Linked DNA regions of Mus musculus: region 1 is linked to region 2. Evidence: chromatin contacts called from public targeted proximity ligation data. All regions are on one chromosome and are shown on one strand. The core of a region is the stretch at or near the end of the contact, and the rest is flanking DNA. Distances in the headings are between cores, read along the strand shown.

Region 1 (6,013 bases), core at 2,147-4,646, 1.1 Mb after region 2:
AGCTAAGCATATTATTTCTTTAGCAGTCTTGAGTGCTCAAGGGCTTGTATTAGGAATTTATATTTCTCTATGAGAACTTTCTTTACATTTTTTTTCCATGCAGAGGTTTTGCATATATAATGAACTGAGTTTATGTGTACTCTGCCTATTGTTCATTAAAATTTGACCTTGGCATATATCACTTAATATGACCTGAATACTCCATCTTTTTAGAATCTCAGATTATATGATCCTACTTGACAGTTAGGTATGTAATTGCATTCTATAGGAAGTGGGTTTCAATTTCTATTAAGGTCACATGGGGAATTAGAAAGGCATGCTTAGGCTTGGCATTCTACTGCAATGTCTGAATAGAGCCCTCGCCTCTGTACTTATTTTTTTTTAAACTCCCTTAATGTAATTCTATAAAATTACTATGGAAGCTTTATTTTCCACGACTTGAGGACAGCCTCTCCTGAAACGGATACAGTGGTTTCATTGTGGGAATGCCCAACTTTGTGTCTTTGGTTTTCACAATGACCTTAAGTTTGATTTTCTCTCAACTAATTAGTTCCATTAGAACTATATCTAATTAATCAATGACGCCCACGAGTATGACATCTTTGTCAAACAAAGTATGAGCCATACGTCAACGTGGCCACCAGGGATATTGGTGGAATTGCACGGTCTCTGAGCCTTCTCTGTATCTAATGAGCCAGATTGTGAACCTTCATAAAATCTGGTGAACCAGCATAAATCCAAGTTTGAGGTGTACAGATTTAAGCAATTGATTTCACCCATGCAACAACTCTGTGTGTTAGTTTTGGTGCAACAGTTCACACACGAGAAAATTGAGACTCACTTAAGGTTCTAACTTTTTCGTGATGGAAAAGAATCAACAGAAGGGAACAGTTGTCTATGAGATGGGATGAAGGCGTTAGAGAATAATTCTAATAGCCTCGCTCATACCTCCTCCCACTCTTCCTAACTCTCCCTAACATGCCTCATTTATTGGTAGTTTGGGACTGTATCTTTTTAGCCTATTGCCAACTGCCTGATGGTTTTGAGCATTTGATAAGTATGAGCTGGTGGTGAGATGTTCTTTAGTGACTGTGTATAGAGGGCACTAATTGGACTTTCCTTGTTTGTAGAACCAAGCTACCACCTGCTTTCCCTGTGTTGTTGAAAAAAAAAATCTAGTTGTGTTTTCTTTGCAATTTTAGTTATCTGAGATAGCAAGGCTTGGAGCATGCTGTGGAGTGTGTATGCAAATAAAATGTCCCTACATCACTCTCTCCCTGCTCTGGGAATTTTGGTCCTGATATATAAATTTTGTAGTGATTTTGGTCATTTTATTTTAACTTTCACACAGCTCATAGAGGCAAATAGCTTCCATAAATTACTTGAAGGCATTATATCTTAGTTGGGTGTCTTTATGCCTTCCTGGGATGACGGAAATGGCTGGTAGGGGATACAAACCAGTGAAAATTTCCAATGAGGTCGCACAGAGACTCCAAACAGAGTCTTCCATGCTAATGGCTGAATAAATACCTTCATCTCTCACTTTATCAGATCCGAGAGTTCTGGTCTAAATACCAAGTGAGTCTGCTTTTTTTTTTTTTTTTTGTGCCACCTTCAGTTTCACCTGACTAAGGTAGTGTCTCTCCAGCTGGACTGAAATCCAGGCATAGTTAACAAGAAGCAACTTCTACTGCAGGGTAAATACCACCAGAGCTCTGCCTTGTGAGAGCGATTGGGTGACCAGGAAAGTTAATCCCCAGTGTCTTTCCAGTCTGTCTTCCCAAGAGGCTTTCTCCACCTACAGAGAGGGAGGCAATCTGAGATCAAACTGACATCAGCCCTCATCCTGAGCTTGGCACATCTTCAGAGAGCCACTGTTCTTCGGCCAAAAGGAAGTGGAAATTGAGATAAATGTTTTAATCCTCCGGTGGAAAAAAAAGCCCACTTTTACACCATGTCCCTTTTGAAAAACCACATTCCTCAGAAGCAAAGTTTATTGTTTCCCTTTGTGATTCTCTCCTGTGCTCCCCCCCCCCGCCCCCGTCCCCTCTTAAGACGTGGTATTTAAGAGCGGTAATTGAGTTCAGATTTTAAAATGTGCTGTTTCCACTATGCTCATCATTAAAATGAAATATTAGCTTTCATCAGCTTTCTTTGGAGGCATTTCTGGTGTGCTCTGTCCTGTGTCATGCGGAGGGTCAAAGTCTAAAGAGTAATGGTTGTATGAGGAGCACGCCTAGAATCTGCTGAGGATCTTTATGTTAGAAAGTGCAAAACGTGTCTCAGAGATACCAACACTACTTGTAATTAAGTCTGCTACTTACTCTGGGCATCTGCCTTCTCTTTCCACAAACTTTTTGGCTATTAGTTGTCTTGGCTTTCCACAAAGAACCCGGTTAAAACAGTTTGTAGAGTCAAAAAGTGGCTTTTAAAAAGCCAGGAGTCTAGGTGCTCTGGTGTCTAGTGAGGTGTTTGATTTGGGGAAGAGTCATTTTTCAGAAGAGGATTTGGGTGCAGAGCAGTGCACAGGCGTCTGTTTTAGAAGGTGTGTGCTATAGCAAAGTTATTCTACCCTTTACCTTTGGGGTGTTTTAGTAGAGCGTATGATAATGAATGCCATTCTCTCACACCATATGCATTAAAAAGGGTTTCACTGTATTTTGTTTTAATGTACCACATCGAAAATTCACTCTTCTATCAGATTAGTGTTGGAATGAGTTTCACAGTAGGTCTTGGAGTTGGGTACAAAGATTTAAGTGCATTTGAATTTTAAATTTGCAAACCTAACATTGTTCCTTCCCCAAAGTGCTCTGTTCTTTGTTGGCTCCTTTAAGTGGCTAGGTTACTAAGGGATACTGTTCGCAATCTCAGAGAATCCTAGTTGGACTCCTTTTTCTCGGCTGTGATCTAATTGATATTCTGATATTTCCTCTAGATCAAGAGGGATGGTGTTTGGACCGGCCAATTTAGGGGAAGATGCAATTAGAAGCTTCATTGCAAAACATCGCTGCAACTCCTGCTGTGGGAAGCTCAGACTGCCGGGTAAGCCGCCGCGGTGACTGTTTCTTCCGAAGAACTCTCATAGAATAACAGTTATTATAACTCAGGATCGAGTCAAAATCTTAACCGCATTTTTATCTCACTAGCAGCTATTCACAAGCTTGACTTTCTGAGTGAAAAATTTCAAGTCTCAGGAGGGATTAAAAAAGGACAGGGATTTGCTTGAGGCTCTGCCAAAATGCGATAAAACAACCTGGGGCCCAAAGCTGGTCACAGTCGGCCCAGAGAAAAAACGTTCCACCTACTTAAAGGGAATGAAACAGGACGAAGGCCCCTCGCTTCCCTTCCAATGTCCTGTTTGCTTGCAGATGGCATGCCTGGAGCATTTTTATTCCGTTCCAGCTTGCCCATTGGGCACCGGAGAGGGTGTGGCTCAGAGAGAAGAAAGGCTGTCAGTTAAAGCACTGCTTTAAGCTGTAACAACCACTGCTTTATTCCCTCGTTTGTTTGTTTGTTTTACAGCAGTGGGCTTAGAACCCAGTACTCTGTCCTACTAGCCGGCACTCTACTACTGGGCTACATTCCCAGCCCCCACACCTGCCACATTAAATTTTGATCGCAGTGTGTGTGTGTGTGTGTGTGCTTGAGAAATTCTGGCTCTGCTGGAGTCTATTTGTCCTTCTCAGAAAGGATGCTTGCTGTCTGCTTAACTCTTTCCTGGGTCATAGCAACTGTTTTCTTACCCTGGAATTTGGAATTTCACATATCGAAAGGTGCAGTCCTGAGTGGGGTATTGTGGCTACACCTATAGCTGAAGATGTTGCAGAGGCAGAGGCAGGAGGCTCACCATAGTCCAGGAACTCACCTTCAGCTTGAGCAACATAGGCCATAGGCACTTTGTCTCTCCCTCCCTCCCTCCCTCCCTCCCTCCCTCCCTCCCTCCCTCCCTCCCTCCCTCCCTTCCCTCCCTCCCTTCTTTCCTCTCTTTCCTCCCCCCACCCTCTCTTTCTGAAAAAGTCATACCCTGAACTAGAAATCAGAAAAAAGATTAACTTCCACTACAACCCAGGGTGGACCTATGTACTTCCATAACAAAAATGGGCAATTTCTAATTCTGTTGAAATTGAGGGAGGCTTTTGTGAGCAAGACTTAACAAAGCAAAGGGATTAGAATTAGACTTCTGGGTCTTCTTTCCTCCATCAGTCAAAATAGAGTGTGTCATCATGCAGGGGCAGATATGGAAGAAGAATGCCAGAGGAGCAAAGAAGGAGGCTGCATTCTCCTAACTGCCCACAGTGTGAGCTCGTGGCCGATGGTCAAAGGGATCACTGTACAACACTGTGCAACACTGTGCCCTGCATTGGTCATCAGGAACCCAGGCAGGGGTTGGGGCTGGCTGAGGGATATCAGAACTCTAGGCAGGGAGGCAGGAGCTCGTGAATATCTGACTCATCCCTCAGTTGTGGCCTGGAATCCACTCAGGAATCTTCATCCTTAGGCACTGGACTCTGCCCTGTCTGACTCACTGTAGCCCGGACAGGGCAGCTTCTATGCTCAAAGACCCAGGACTGTATCTGATCATCTAGGAGCCAGGCAGGCTTGAGACATTACTCATAGGTTCCAACCTTTGGGCCTAGTTAATTGTTGAATATGGTGTAGGGTTCATGTTTGTATGTTGGCATGCCATGGTAGGCTGGAAGCCTTGTGGCTTTTCTTCCTCCACATGTGGAGTCTGGGGATGCAACTCTGGGCACAAAGCGTGACAGCAAACACGTTTAGTTTGGAGAACAGAATAAGAAGTACCTTTACTTTTTATGTTTTATTTATTTTTAAGGCAGAGGCAGGTTAAGGCAATGCATAAGAATCTGAAATCTTGGCCCAGGTAGGGTCATGTAGCCCTGTTCTGCTCTCCACTGAATACAAGGCTTTGACCTTTAACATCTTCATCTGCAAGTAAGAGATAATTGTATCTGACACAAAGTTGAGATAAGGATTTATTTTTATGTATATGATCAATAAATGTTGGCTATATTATTAAATATATGTTAGTATACATACTCATGAGTTCATTTTTTTATGTAGGAAAATCACCATTTAACATTAAAAATTAAACCAAGAAATATGAATTTTTCCTCCTGGTACCAGAGGTTAAGCTCAGGGCTTCATACATCCACCCCCAGCTACATGCTCTCACCCTGAGTGATACCCTTGATTTCCTAATGCTGGCACCCACAGTGTCTAGCCCATGAGCCCTGTTCGCTCAAGGCTAACAAAGGAGTGAAGAAGGCTGCACTCACATAACTGCCCATGATGTGAATTCACAGTGAATGGGCAAAGAGGTCAATGCACAGCACTGTGTCCTCTGGGCTGGTCATCAGGAACCCAGGAAGGGGTTAGGGCTGGGCTGAAGTCCATCAGTAAAGGAGGCAGGAGCTGGTGAATGTGTCAATCATCCCGCAGCTGCAGCCTGAAATCTGGTCATGAATCACAGCATAAAAAGATGCATGTAACATTTAATGTCATTTTTCCTATAGCCAGTCTTCCCAAAGCTTACCCCATCGGCCATGTTTTTAACTTTCCTTTGTAAGCAGAAGAGGCAAGGCTTAGGAAACATTTGATATGATCTTGAGATGGTGAAACTTTTGTAGGTAGCCACAGAGCTGCGGAGAACTTTCTTGCAACTGTTTCAACCCATCCCTCTGATCCTTCTAAAGGTTCCCATTTCGTACTGGACCTCACTTAACTTGGGCCAGTCACATCTTCTCTCCCTACTAGATGGTGGCCTGTGCCTCACACCATGACAGCATATGGAGTTAGAGTTTCACATAGTCATGGGATGCAGAGAGCCTGGGCTTAGATATGGTTGAGTGTTTGGAATCCATATGCCCAAGTCCTGGGGCAGCAGAGATTCCCTGAACCCTTTGACTAAGCCTGATGTCCAGTCCACCTGCATGAATCAATGTGATCTATGTCATCTACTGAAACTATCTTTCTTTCTTTGTAGATTTAAAAA
Region 2 (6,313 bases), core at 1,646-4,145:
TGTATTTCCACATCAGGGTTGTAAAAAACTACATCAAATAGTTTTTTCATGTTACGTATATATAAACTTTCTTAGTATTCTTCTTAACATGAAAAGCTGTAGACCCTCACTATAAAGGCACTTGTAAAAAGTCTGTAGAGGCTATAGGATACTAACATGTTTACATGTTTAAAATGGATGAGAGAGGAGTTCTCTCTCCCCTCTAACTAGAGGCTGTGGGATTCTGAACTCTAAGCTCTATTCTGAGTCCAGGAGGACAGGAGTCTCTCTACCCTTCAAGTTAGAAGCATCCTAGTATTTCCAAGTCCAGGTCCTTTTAAACTAAATATTAGTGAGCCATGACTGGATATTTGCTTCCAGTGTACTGAGCTACCCAATCATTATTCAGGAGTATGGGAATTTTACTTGTTCCTTCTGCACATTGGGTGGAAGTATTCTCTAATTGGCAAGATGCACAGAAGAGCCAGCCTGAATCACAATCTTAGGTCCCTACTGTGGCTTTGTATGTGGGGATCAGCCTCCTGTCCCAAGCTCCTAATCTCTTGTTTGTCAATGTTGTTTCTGAAATTAAGAAATCAGTGTGATTTTGAGAACTTAGCCTCCCTAATACAACTGGCATAGAAGATGCTTAATGTTGGCTGAATTGAAAATGTCTCGTGAAAGATCAGAGATATGTTCTTTTCCCCTTACCACCACTGAGGGACATTCAGGGCTCAACTGTGAAAAGACCAGAATGGACTCAGGGTATCTTTCACAGAAGAGGTCAATAGAACTCCAAGAGGCAGTTCTCCTGCAGGTGATGGGCACTCTGGCAACAAAATCTGAATTCTTTAGGGGACCAAGGGAAAGAAAGGGTGGGGAATAGAACATAAGCTATGCCTTGCCCTGGTCTCAGTCCTCCACGGAACTGGCTTCTCTGGAATACATCCTCCCTACAGGAGGCAGGGTAAAGAGCAAGACCTTGCCAGCCCTCTTGTCCTCTGAACTCTCACAGCTGCTCCCCAGCTTGTTTCTAGAAGCAGGCACAGCAGCTCTGCTCCTGACCACTTCCCCCCAGTGGACAGAGCGAGGGCTGTCCAACCATCCCGCCATCGTAGGTGTGGAGTTCTAAGGAAACGGTTCTCAGAAACCATCTGTGCCCTCGTGCTTCAGCAGTATTAGTGGGCACCTTCCTGTCCCGCAGCCTTGAAGCACCGTGTGAACGCCCCCAAACGCCCCTAGGGCCCTCCCACCTTGGCTTTACTTTCAATTCTAGTCGCGTCAGAGCCGCGGCAGGGCTCCCTCCCTGGATCAGTTCCAAAGAAGTTGTGAGGTCCTTAGGAGGGGCATTTAACGGAGCCCTCTCCAGTCCAGTTTTTGGTAGGGACATGGGGAAGAGGACATTGAAATCCAGGCCATTTAAGCCAGAATACAAATCGGTGGCGCTGCCAAGGGTCCCATAAAATGTATTGGCATTTCCCTCAGCATGGCAAATCGAACGAAAACCCACCAAAGGCACCTCAGCAAAGCATTCCTGCCACACGCCACAACCGGGTACCCCAGGTTCCACGCCAGTAGAAGATTCCCAAGTTCCCGGAGCAGAACATTTCAGCCGCTTTCAATGTCTCCCAGGTTCCTCCCCACCCAGCTCCGGGGGCCCACATTTGGATCCTGGCCAAGAGAGGCAGCAGCCAGGACCCCCCTAAATCCGTGCTTCCCTCCCAGTGTCCCGCCCCCTTCCTCTCTCCCCACCACCTCCCTTCCAGACGCCGCACTCAAAGCCCTCCAGAGCACAGCAATTCTGTGGCCCAGGAGGTTAATCCAGGCTTTTCTCTCCCAGTTAGAACCAGGGGCGTTCTCACTCCTTGGCCTCCAAAAGTCTCAACCTTCCCTGCCACAGCCACTCGCAGGGCTATTTCCTCAAGCTAAATAGCGCTTCTGGACTTCCCAGGTCCAAAGGTCCAGGCGAGTCTCAACCTGTCCAAGGGCACTCCATATTTTCCACAGACCCTACCTGTCCCTCATTGCTTGTAAAAACAAATTAAACAGAGATCCCAGCAACTTCGGGGCATGTGTGTGACTGTGCAACGAGCGCGTTGGAGAGAGCATCGCCCTAGAGTTCGGGCCACAGCTGCAGAAGCACATCTGGAAAAGGGGGAGGGGTCGAAGCGGAGGGGACAAGAAGCCCCCAAACGACTAGCTTCTGGGTGCAGAGCCTGTGTCACCGGGGGTTGGTTACCTGTCCTACGTTGATGAATCCGTACTTGCTGGCTATGCGATCTGCCTCCGCGAAGCCGCCGGCGATCTTCACTGCCCAGTGGTTGGTGTAGACGCGCGTCCGGCATACCGGGAGCAGACAGCCGGCGAGCAGTGCCAGCACGCACAGCAGGTCCCGCCGTCCCGGGCGGCTGCAGCGGTTCCCCCAGTCCCAGTCCATGGTCCCGACGCTTCGCCGCCTTCGCCCGCCCGCTGGCTCGCGCGCTAAGCAGCGCGCACAACTAACTTCTCCGGCCTGGGCCGGCGGGGCGCGCAGCCGGGAGCGGTCGGTAGGAGGCTGAGAGCCCGGGAGCAGAGCAGAACAGCTAGCCCCTCTCAGGCTCTTAGACCATGCCTGGGGCAGAGGGGACGGGGTGACGGGCTCTGGGCCGGCGGGGCGTTGAGCGATCGCTCCCCGGCTTGCACGGGAGGCGGCGGAGTGGGACTGGAGCCTCCGCCGCGGGCTCTCCCGGCTTTGCTCTTGGACTCTTCGTTTGCCTCTTGCTCCTCTCCGGCCCTGGAGCTCCGTGGAAACGACCGGCCGGAGCGCAAGCAGCGGCCGGGCGCCCCCTCTGCTGAACCCGGCTCCAAGCGCTCGCTCGCTCGCTCGCCCTCTCGCTGCGCTCCCTCCGGCTCCGAGCAGCGCGCCGGGACTGTGAGTGGCGACGGCAGCGGCGCCCGCTCCGCATAAATGACTCCCCCGCCCCCCGGAGCACCCCTCCTTTCCCACATCTCCCTCCTCCTCTACTCCTCCGCCCTCACGAGCGGGGCCTCAGCCAGGAGCCACCCAGGTCCTAGCGCCTCCCTGTTCTCCCTGCTGTAAACTCCAGGGTCGGGCCAGTGAAGTCCTCTCCCCAAAGGGCTGAGAGGAGAGTGCCTCCGGAGTCTTGATTTCTATCCTTTTTATTCCGCCGGGCTGCATTTGAATTAATTTCCCGTTACTCTGGAAAGTCTAAGATTTACAGGATAATGAGAGGGAAGTATGGGCAAAGATTCATTCATCCCGGCGCTAAACGCCCAGGACTGAGCATTTTAAGGTCACTCCTGTCTCAATTTCAAAACAAATATCGAGATTTTCACTTCACTAATTCTTTATGCTTTTCAGTAACTGTTTATTTTGCGCATTCTGCTCCCCGGAGAAGCTGTCACACAGGACAGTTAAGTATCATTCACTCTTACAAAAGCCAAAGCCAAAAGTCTGTCGCCTGTTGACTTGGGAGATCAGCCATTCTGATACTCAGCAGCAACATCACAGGAGGGTGAAATCCCTGCTTAGAGCATGGAAAGATATTTCTATGAATATCTACAGTACTAGAGAACGGATAAGTGTGGGTTCCAAGGGAGCGGCCATTCGGTCATTCGTTTCTGTGTCCTTATCTCCAAGGGCTTCATTTACCTCAGCAAGGAGAGTTTTCCAACTTTCCAAGTATGTCACCAGAGCAGAGGGGGAGAGTAATATAAAAAGGACCACAGAGGAAGTCAGATGAAATGCCACCAAGTCTGCGTTAAAGTACCATGACTTCAGACACAACAGGGAATGGTGTCTGGCCTTCTTCAGACTTCTCTAACCACCTTGTCTTTTGCAGGTGAGGGGCCAAAGAGTAGTTTCTTGTAAAAAGAAAAATTGGTCTTTATGAAATGGTTTGCCTAACCTTAAAAGAAGCAGCTGTCCGAAGCCCTCACATCCTATCCCTCTCCTCTTCCAATCCCTTGTCATTCTTCCTAAAGACTAGTTGACTGTGTCTGAGATTAACCCATCTCAGGATGATTTAACTGTCTGAAGGATATCTGCAAGCTTAAATCTACTAGCACCTTGGAGCATAAATTTTATAGATTTTGCATATTGTATAAATAGATTATATTTTTTTTCTTTCAAACAAATTCAAATAACAATGCCCATACATTACAGATCAAGAGGTAGATGAGAAAAGCAGATACATGCTGCAGAAAGGCATGCATTCTATTGATTTATTTATTTGGCTAGTTTAACACATCTGTTTCAAGGGCCTGGTCTATGATTCCTATCAGATTGTGCTGGACATAGTCGGGGGTGGGGCACAAAATATTGGTGGAATTTAGGCTCAGAATTCTCTAAAGAAAATGCTCATTGTTACTTGGCATTATTTTTGTAAAGAGAGAAACCTAGGCATTTTGCTTGGCTCTAGAGTCCGTATAGTCTGGCTACTGGCCAGTCCCTTTGGACAGACCTCTTACCACCCCTCTCAACCATAGATTCCAGAGTAAGGGGGCAGGGAGGGAGGGAGGGAGGAAGGGGAGAGAGAGGAGGGAGAGGGAGAGGGACAGGGACAGGGACAGGGACAGGGAGATTTGCTAATTGCCAGGGTGACCATCTGCATCCATGCTATTAAAAGTTGCTGAATTCCAGATAGAACAATCAGAGTTAACTGATGATCTAAATCTCAGCACATATGTAAGAGACAGAATTGCATGGATTTGTTCTCGGTTGGGCAAGAGAGCATATCTGAACTTGATCAACAGCAAGAGGATGGTCCCAGTACAAAGTACTTTGAGAGTCAAGCTTGAGACATGGCCTGTAGATTTCTCTCTAGGATTCTGGAAATCTATCAACAGCACACACACACACACACACACACACACACACACACACACACACATGCACTTTGAAAGCCATGTTGCCTCTGGGTTTGAATTGTGGATTAAGTAAAGAGAAATGCCTGAGTCTCCTGGAAGCTAAAACCTTTTCCCCCAGGATAACAAATTGCTCATTACTAATTTTTCTATGATGTATTTATCTTTCTTTTCCACTAACATTCTTGCTTTCTGCAAGTGTCTTCTGTTTGACATACCCAATTATAATGAAGGTATGAGTTGGGGAGAATCACTCAGCCAATTCTCACATCAAGGTTTAGTGTCTTAAAGGGAGGGGTCTTCCCTTTTGATATAAGTGTATTTAAAAGAGAAAACCCAGCTGGTGAGACAGCATTTACCACTAAGCCTGATTAAAAAAAAAATAGAAAGAAGATATCTCTATCTGTCGATAAAGAAACTTCCTCCTGAGTTAAGAGTCTTCATTAGCTCCTTAGCTTCCTTGAATGGAGTCTCCTTTGGCCAAGAATGCAACTTTCAGATAAGGACTCAGGGCTACAGCAAAGGGATGCATGGCTCTGGCACTTTAGGTATGCTAGTTATGACAGTCAGTCTTATCATAAATACTCAGAAGCCAAAGGGCAGTGGGGGAGGGGTAGCTGATGGCATGGTGGTGCCAAAGCCATTGCTGACATTAGACAAGATGTCCAAATTAAAGCTTTGGATAAAAAAAAGAAGTAACATCTCAAGGTTTGACATCTATGTTCCCTCTATCACTGCCATACAGCATGAAATGAGACAGTTTTACGTGTTTACCCTGTTTTATACCTAGTAAGTTACGACTTGACAATGAGGCTTCACTGGTGTTTGGCCTCTTTGCCAAGGTCCCTTACAGCTCTAAAAGAATCCTTAAGTGAAATCTAAACAGCAGAGAAGAAGTCCACTAAAATGCACAAGAACCCCATGAGGGCGTATCTTGACCTCGAAAACTGAAATTATTCTAGGAAGAGTTTGCTTCATTTCTACCTCAATGAAAATTAACCTTTAAAATTACTTCTAGGTTTAAATTTGGTAATTCAATGATAAATTCATAATAGGTACTTTGGAGCCAACCAAGGGGAAAAATGTGGCTAGATTTTTTACAGCTCAGCGGCAGAGTCACTGAGTCACGTGATCCCAAACAGCTTTCCGATATGTGAAATTCAGGAATAGCAATAAAAATTCATCAGATTTAATAATGGTAATAGTAATAAGTTATGCAAATAAGCCACATTTATTAGGCATTTGTTATATGCTAGGCGCAGAGCCAAATATATTTCAAGTCCTAGTGTCATTCATTAGAACATCAAAGTTGAAGGAGAAATTAGATAGCACATTGTCCAATTTTACTTAATAGATAAAATCATGGAGTTCAACAGAAAGCCATTTTTGATGATAGTAATCTAATTGGAGAAGAATAAGTTAGGTGGATGAATAACACAAATAAAACAGGAAAAAGACTGCTCAGGCC

The links.
Region 1: a contact with region 2 is called in a targeted proximity ligation map of stem cell-derived neural progenitor cells, with 7 times the contacts expected there. A contact is called at or near these places in 5 of 39 promoter capture datasets (the C10 cell line, the HPC-7 cell line, HPC-7-derived erythroid cells and 2 more) and 1 of 130 datasets of targeted methods (stem cell-derived neural progenitor cells).

What each region holds. Positions count from the first base shown.
Region 1 is chr19:18,886,000-18,892,012 of GRCm38.p6, forward strand. Trpm6 (transient receptor potential cation channel, subfamily M, member 6) reads left to right here. Exons shown (of 39, transcript NM_153417.2): 38 at 2,936-3,042; 39 at 6,005-6,013. Among named protein-coding and RNA genes, the nearest start is that of Gm41814, 140 kb to the left of the region's middle.
Region 2 is chr19:17,834,737-17,841,049 of GRCm38.p6, forward strand. Pcsk5 (proprotein convertase subtilisin/kexin type 5) reads right to left here and starts at 2,896. Exons shown (of 38, transcript NM_001190483.2): 1 at 2,219-2,896. The coding sequence starts at 2,416.